Regions from separate parts of the Ovis aries genome. Here region 2 is linked to region 1. A link is a contact called in public Hi-C data. All regions are on one chromosome and are shown on one strand. Each heading gives the region's core, a stretch centred on a gene start, on an enhancer-like site or on the middle of the called end of the contact. The rest is flanking DNA. Distances are from core to core; before and after follow the strand shown. Region 1 holds the start of SSBP2 (single stranded DNA binding protein 2). Region 2 holds the start of ATG10 (autophagy related 10).

Region 1 (2,919 bases), core at 165-2,664:
ACCATAAGAACTGCTGCACAGAAAAGAGGGGTTCTTCCTCAGTGGTCACAGTCACTATGCGCTCTCATTTTTAGTAACAACCAAATCACCGTTACAAGCACGTAAGAATAGAAGCAAACAACCCTGCTTCGCAGCGTGCCGTGACGGTGGCATCCCAGGCCGGGAGGGGCTCTTTTCTCGCCAGCCTCCCCTGGGCTCCCACCGGAGTTAACACCTGTATCTCCTCGCCACACCGACCAAACAACTAACTCCTCCCCGTCTCCACGCTTCGACCCTTCCTGCAAGTCCGGGTTCGGACCACTGCCCCCTCCCCACCGCAGACAGCCCTCCTCGCGCCAGCGGCCGCGGCCCCCACCGCTAGTCCTCCCCGCGACCCCCGCTCGCCGCCCGGACCGCCACGGCCCTCTACGTTTGGGAGGCTGCAAGTCTCCAAAAAAAAAAAAAAGTTCTCCAGCCGCCGCCGCCGCCGCCGCCGAGTTGGGTCGACTGCGAGCGGCAGAAACGCCAGCCTACCCCAGCAGCTCCCGCTTCTCGCCAGCACACTTTTCCTCCCCAGGAACTCGGTCCTTTGACTCCCAAACTTCAGCGGCGCCCCTGACGCCCCCTGCCCCAGGCTTGCGAGGCACACAGGGCTGCGAACGCGGCGTCCCTCCTCCGGACCAGGAAAGCCCCGACGCCCACCCAGCCCACGCCCCGCACACGCCCTCCGCGCCCCGCGCGCGTCTCCGCGCCCAGCGGGGCCCCGCTCGACCGCTCCACGCCCGGCTTCCGCCCGCCGCGCGCCCGGCCCCGCTGCCTTCGCCTTGCCAGGCGCAACCGGCCCCGGCGCCCGAGCCCCCCGCCGCGGCGCCCCTCGAGCAGCCCGCCCCGACCCCGGCCCGCCCCCACCGAACACCCACATTCCCTCCGCGTGGCCTCCTCCACGCAGCTGCCCCCTCTCGCCCAACCTCTACCCCCGGAGGCTCTCCGCTCCCCGCAGCCCCGGACCCCAGCTCCAAAGTTACTTTGCGAGAAGGTGAACCCGCGGGTTATTTCCCTCAATCACCCAAACAAGTTTCCATCCCCGCCACCGGCACCGCCGCCGCCCCCCGACACACTCGCTCCCTCCCTCCCGCCAGACCCCACGGCCGCCAGCCCCGCGCGAGCCCCTCCTGGGAAACAGCCGCTCCCAGCACCGCACGCCCCCCACCTCGCGCACCCCTCCCCCTGCCAGCCCACCCCCCGGCTCTCCCCCGGCAGAGAGTGTCTGTGTGTCTGGGTGTCTCCGAGAGAGTGTGCGAGTGCGTGCGTGTGTGTGTGTGTGCGCGCGTGAGAAGGCGGAGGTGGGTGAGAAGCGGAGACACTTACTTCTCCCGGGCCTGGCTGTCGGACGGGACGGCGCTGCTGTTACTCTTGCCTTTGCCGTACATGCTTGTGCCGAGAGCAGCTCCCACTGTCACGCACCTGTCAACCCATCACAGCCTCCCCGGGAACAGCCCCGTCCCCATGGCGACCCACGCAGCCACCCCCACTATTGGCCGCCCCACGCCAAAGCTCCGCCCCCTTCGCCCAGGCAACGCACGAGACTGACAGGCCTTCCCCCCCTCGACTCCCTCCGGCCTGCCGAAGCGCGCGGCGGCGGCTACAGCCTAAGCGGCAGTCTCCTCCCTCCTTCCCTCCCTCCCGGGTTCCCTCCCTCCTTCCCTCTCCGCTCTCCTCCCTCCTCCCGCTCCTCTCCCTGCCTCCCCCCTCCGAACCCCGGCGCAAGGGGGGAATTAGAAACTGCTCTAGAAGGATTTTAAACAACTGGCTGTTCCCTCCAACGCCGCCCCTCCCCCCGCACCGCCCGCGCTCGGCTCCTCACTGGAGAGAAGGCGCCGGGAGGAGGGGAAAGTGCGGCCTGGAGTCTCTGGCAGGAGCTGGCGGAGCCGGAGCGGCCGCGGCCCCAGACTTCAGGGCGCCCGCCGAGTACACAGGCAGATCTACGGCCCCAGCCGCCCTGGGGAGCCTCCCCCACCAGCCCCTTTCTCCCGCTCCTCTCCTGTCTGTGACCCCGCGCCGGTACCCAGGATTGATCTCTGCGGTCCTCGGCCCTACTCCCTGCGGTGTCGCCCCCGCCCAGCTCCCAGAGGGCCGGCTGGCGGGGGACACGCGCACTGTTCCCTCGACCTTCTGGCTGAGCGACTGGGAGCGACTCGCCTTCCCTCCTTGGAGGGACTGTGCCTGCGGCCCTTGGCGCCGCTGGGGTGGCGTCGCCTGGCTCCTGGGGCCGCGCCCTGCAGCGCGGGGGAGCACTCGGCCTCGGGCCTGGCTCCTCTCTTTAGAGGTGAGCCTGCCTCCAAAAGGTGGCCCAGTGACTCCTGGGGCCTCAGTGGCCCCCACCTTGTTCTCCTAAGATCAGAGCCCCGCGACATGCCAGACGTACTGCAGAAAAGGGTCCCGGGTATCCCCACCTGGCCTGCCTCTCTAGCCTGGGGCGTTGATGCCAACTCATCCTGACCTTTGGAGTGGAAAGGACCGTAGAAGGCTTTTAAAAACATCCCTGTCTTTGTCCGTCAGAATAGGCCCCAGCCGTGCTCCAAGGTGTACAAAGCTTTTGCCAGAGCTGAAACGCTGCCCAAGAATATTCATGGATCCCAGGCCCCAATCCCATTTCAGTAAAGGCAAAAAAGTTTCTGAAAACACACACAACCTGGCTCCCAACTGAACTCCATCCTTTATCTTGTGGAGATCCTTGGATGTAAAATGAGACAGAGTGCAAACACGTTTAAAAAGAAGAGATGGGCATCAAATAGGGAGTGACAGGGGGAGTGGGGTGCAGCTGGGGGTCAGATAGGGGAAAACATCAAGGAAGGATAAAAAGACCCGGAACAGCTATGGGAGGGGAGAGGAAATAACATTCAAATAGAGAAAGGTACCTTTCTTTTCCTCACATGCAGC
Region 2 (2,919 bases), core at 292-2,791, 210 kb after region 1:
ACAAAAGTAAGTGGATAATTTTAATTGGCAGTTATCCAATTAATTTATATCTACAGTTGTTCAAACATGTTAGGACACTCATCTTTACTACTGGTATCTTCTTTAAAATTGAGTTTTAAGCTATTTTACACGCAGTAAAATCTCATTTTTAAGAGTTTTGGCAAATGAAGGTAAAGTTCTATTACCCCTCAAAATTTCCTCAAGCCCCTTTTTAGTCATTTCCTTCCTCTGATTACCACTGATCAGGGTTGTCCCTTTTGGCTCAGATGATAAAGAAGCTGCCTGCAATGTGAGAGACCTGGCTTAGTCCCTGGGTCACAAAAATCCCATGGAGAAGGGACCGGCTACCCACGCTAGTATTCTTGCCTGGAGAATTCCATGGACAGAGGGGCCTGACGCGCTATAGTCCATGGCACGGAGTCGACACGACTGAGCGATACACACACACACACACACACAGTACTTTGAAATAATTGTAAACTCACAGGAAATTGTAAAAATGGTACATAGAGTTCTGAGCATTCAACACCTAACTTTCTCCAGTGGTGACATCTTACATAACTGTGGTACAAGATCAACACCATGCTCTGTATGTTTGAAGGCAGGTTTTCCTTTCACTTCTTTGCCTGTATTTACTCATTTCTTTTGACACAAATTTAATTCTGCCGTGTTAAAATGAGCAGATGCTAGTTTTCCCTCAGATGTCTGCCGTTGCATTTTCAGTATTTCAGTTGGATCACCCCTGTTACTCCCTGCATTTTCTCTATTTTTTTTTTTATTCCACCACCCCGGGCCCCAATTTAATTCTGCAGCTAGTTTTTTCTCCCTTGAGCTTTGTGCCAGACGGTACTATGGTCAATTCTCCAGTCCCTAACTTCTATATCGGTCCGCAAGTTTTAAAGGTGGTCGTGCTAGTGCTTAATTGTGCTCACAGTAGTTGAACAGTGTGTGTTTTGAGAGCCGGCACGGTTCTCCAACCTCTGAGAACACTTTAAGCGCACTGAATGGTTCAGCTCCGTTCTTGCCCTACCTTTCTCCATTCGGCATCCTTTTATTTTCTAGATATCTGGTTGTTTGTTGGAGGAGAATATGCAGAGACTCTTGAAGTCGCTGACAACCCCGCCCCTTTCTCAATGTGCCTCCTTTGTGCCGCGCTGAGATAACCCACCGCCTCCTTGGGTTCTCGAGGCCAGTCAGGTGCGGGGCGGAGCCTCGGCGGCGGCCGTTGGAAACCCCAGGGAGGTCACGCCCCCCGGCCCGGTCCAGACGCACGCGGCCCACGACGTCAGCCGCCGGCGGAAGCCAGGTCCCGGGGTGTGCGGGAGATGCAGTGCGCATGCTCCCTCTGAGTCGCCTCAGGCGACGGCGCTGAGGGCGGGCTAGGGCTCTTTCAGTGGCGGGCGTCCCTGCTGGTTGGCTCTGCTCCTTTGCCGCAGCCCCGTTTGCCCCCGGGGGCCCAATGCTTTGGTCCTCGCGATCGCTGGCTGGGCGGTGGGGCCCTCACCCCAGCTCCCCTCCCCCAGCTCCGTCGCCCCGCCCCCGCTGGGTTGGGCGGCCGGGTCTGGGGCCGAGCGGAGCGGGGTGAGTATTCCCACAGCTTTTGCCGGCAGTCTCTTCCCCGCTCACTTGCTTGCCCGGGCGTCACACAACTCCTGAGATGGGGGAGAAGGGAGGGCGAGGGAGGGCGGGGGTGGGCGGGAAACAGCCCAGCCCTGAACAAAAGGGCGGGGACGCGGGGCTCCCGCCAGTGAAATGCAGGCCGGGTCACGCTGGAACCGCGGCGTGGGGACCAGCTGCCCCCGGGTCTGGACCCCACTCCTGGGCCACCATCGTGACCTTACCCTCTACTTAGGTAGTTCTTACCCCGGGTTTAAAGCCAGTCCCCATTTAGAATGTCTTTGCCTCCTAATCTTGAAACAAAGGATATTAATGTACTGGTATTCCATTAGTCAAGTAGTATTTAACCTGAAGGAATTATTATTCTTTAAGTAGTAGGAATTTTTCTTCCAAGTAACCTGTCTACTCATAGTATCTAAAATGATGACTGGGAGATGGGCGGGATAAAGGAATGTTAGTTACCTGATTTATAGAGCCAACCTTTTATGATAAACATCCTCCAAAAGGCAAAGGGATTGCTACACTGTCTTTTCAAAGTAGAACCTTGTCTAATAGGCCCACCTGTTAGAGACTCAATTATCTAGGGAACTATACTTTTGCTTGACATAGTATTGATTAGGGCCCAAGCTTTGCAGTTACTTTGTTTTGTTTTTTTTTTTTTCTAATGGAGATGCAAATTACTTCTGACTGGGAGAAAAAAATATTACGCTGAAGGTTATAGTTTTATTGCCCTATTTCCAAGATTTTTTAAAATAATTTTTTCCATTCAGCTTGTTACTTCATTATGAATTCAGTAAGTTTTTGCCACGGGCTCACTTTGTATGAATCGTGTTTATAACGTTTCAAATATTACACTTTGACAATGGCCTCACTCTTTAGTAGTAAAAGCATACTTTAAAGAATTGGAAAGCATAGGCTCTGAGTAGTACTCCACCTATCCTTGCTTCTGAAGGGTCAAATATGGACAAAATAGGACATTTACAAAATGAGCTGTTAAATTTCTGAGAATGATAAGCAACCCCTTAGGAAAAACAAGTAGGTTAAAGTTTATATAAGTAATTTCTTTGAGACTGGGCTTGATTTAATAATTGATATCTTTGAAGCCTAGAGATGTGTTCAGTTAGTTCAGTCGCTCAGTCGTGTTGGACTCTGCGACCCCATAACTGCAGCACGCCAGGCCTCCCTGTCCATCACCAACTCCCGGAGTCTATACAAACCCACCTACATTGAGTCGGTGAGGCCATCCAACCATCTCATCTTCTGTCGTCCCCTTCTCCTCCTGCCCTCAATCTTTCCCAGCAT

What was found. Hi-C and Micro-C count contacts between places; a contact is called where the count stands out from the background.
Region 2: a Hi-C map of hypothalamus shows a contact between it and region 1, with 6 times the contacts expected there. The contact joins the promoter of ATG10 here to the promoter of SSBP2 in region 1. A contact is called at or near these places in 3 of 16 Hi-C or Micro-C datasets (hypothalamus, muscle and skin fibroblasts).

Annotation. Positions count from the first base shown.
Region 1 is chr5:79,278,073-79,280,991 of ARS-UI_Ramb_v3.0, forward strand. SSBP2 (single stranded DNA binding protein 2) reads right to left here and starts at 1,415. Exons shown (of 16, transcript XM_042250727.2): 1 at 1,348-1,415. The coding sequence starts at 1,409.
Region 2 is chr5:79,487,113-79,490,031 of ARS-UI_Ramb_v3.0, forward strand. ATG10 (autophagy related 10) reads left to right here and starts at 1,542. Exons shown (of 7, transcript XM_060415984.1): 1 at 1,542-1,581.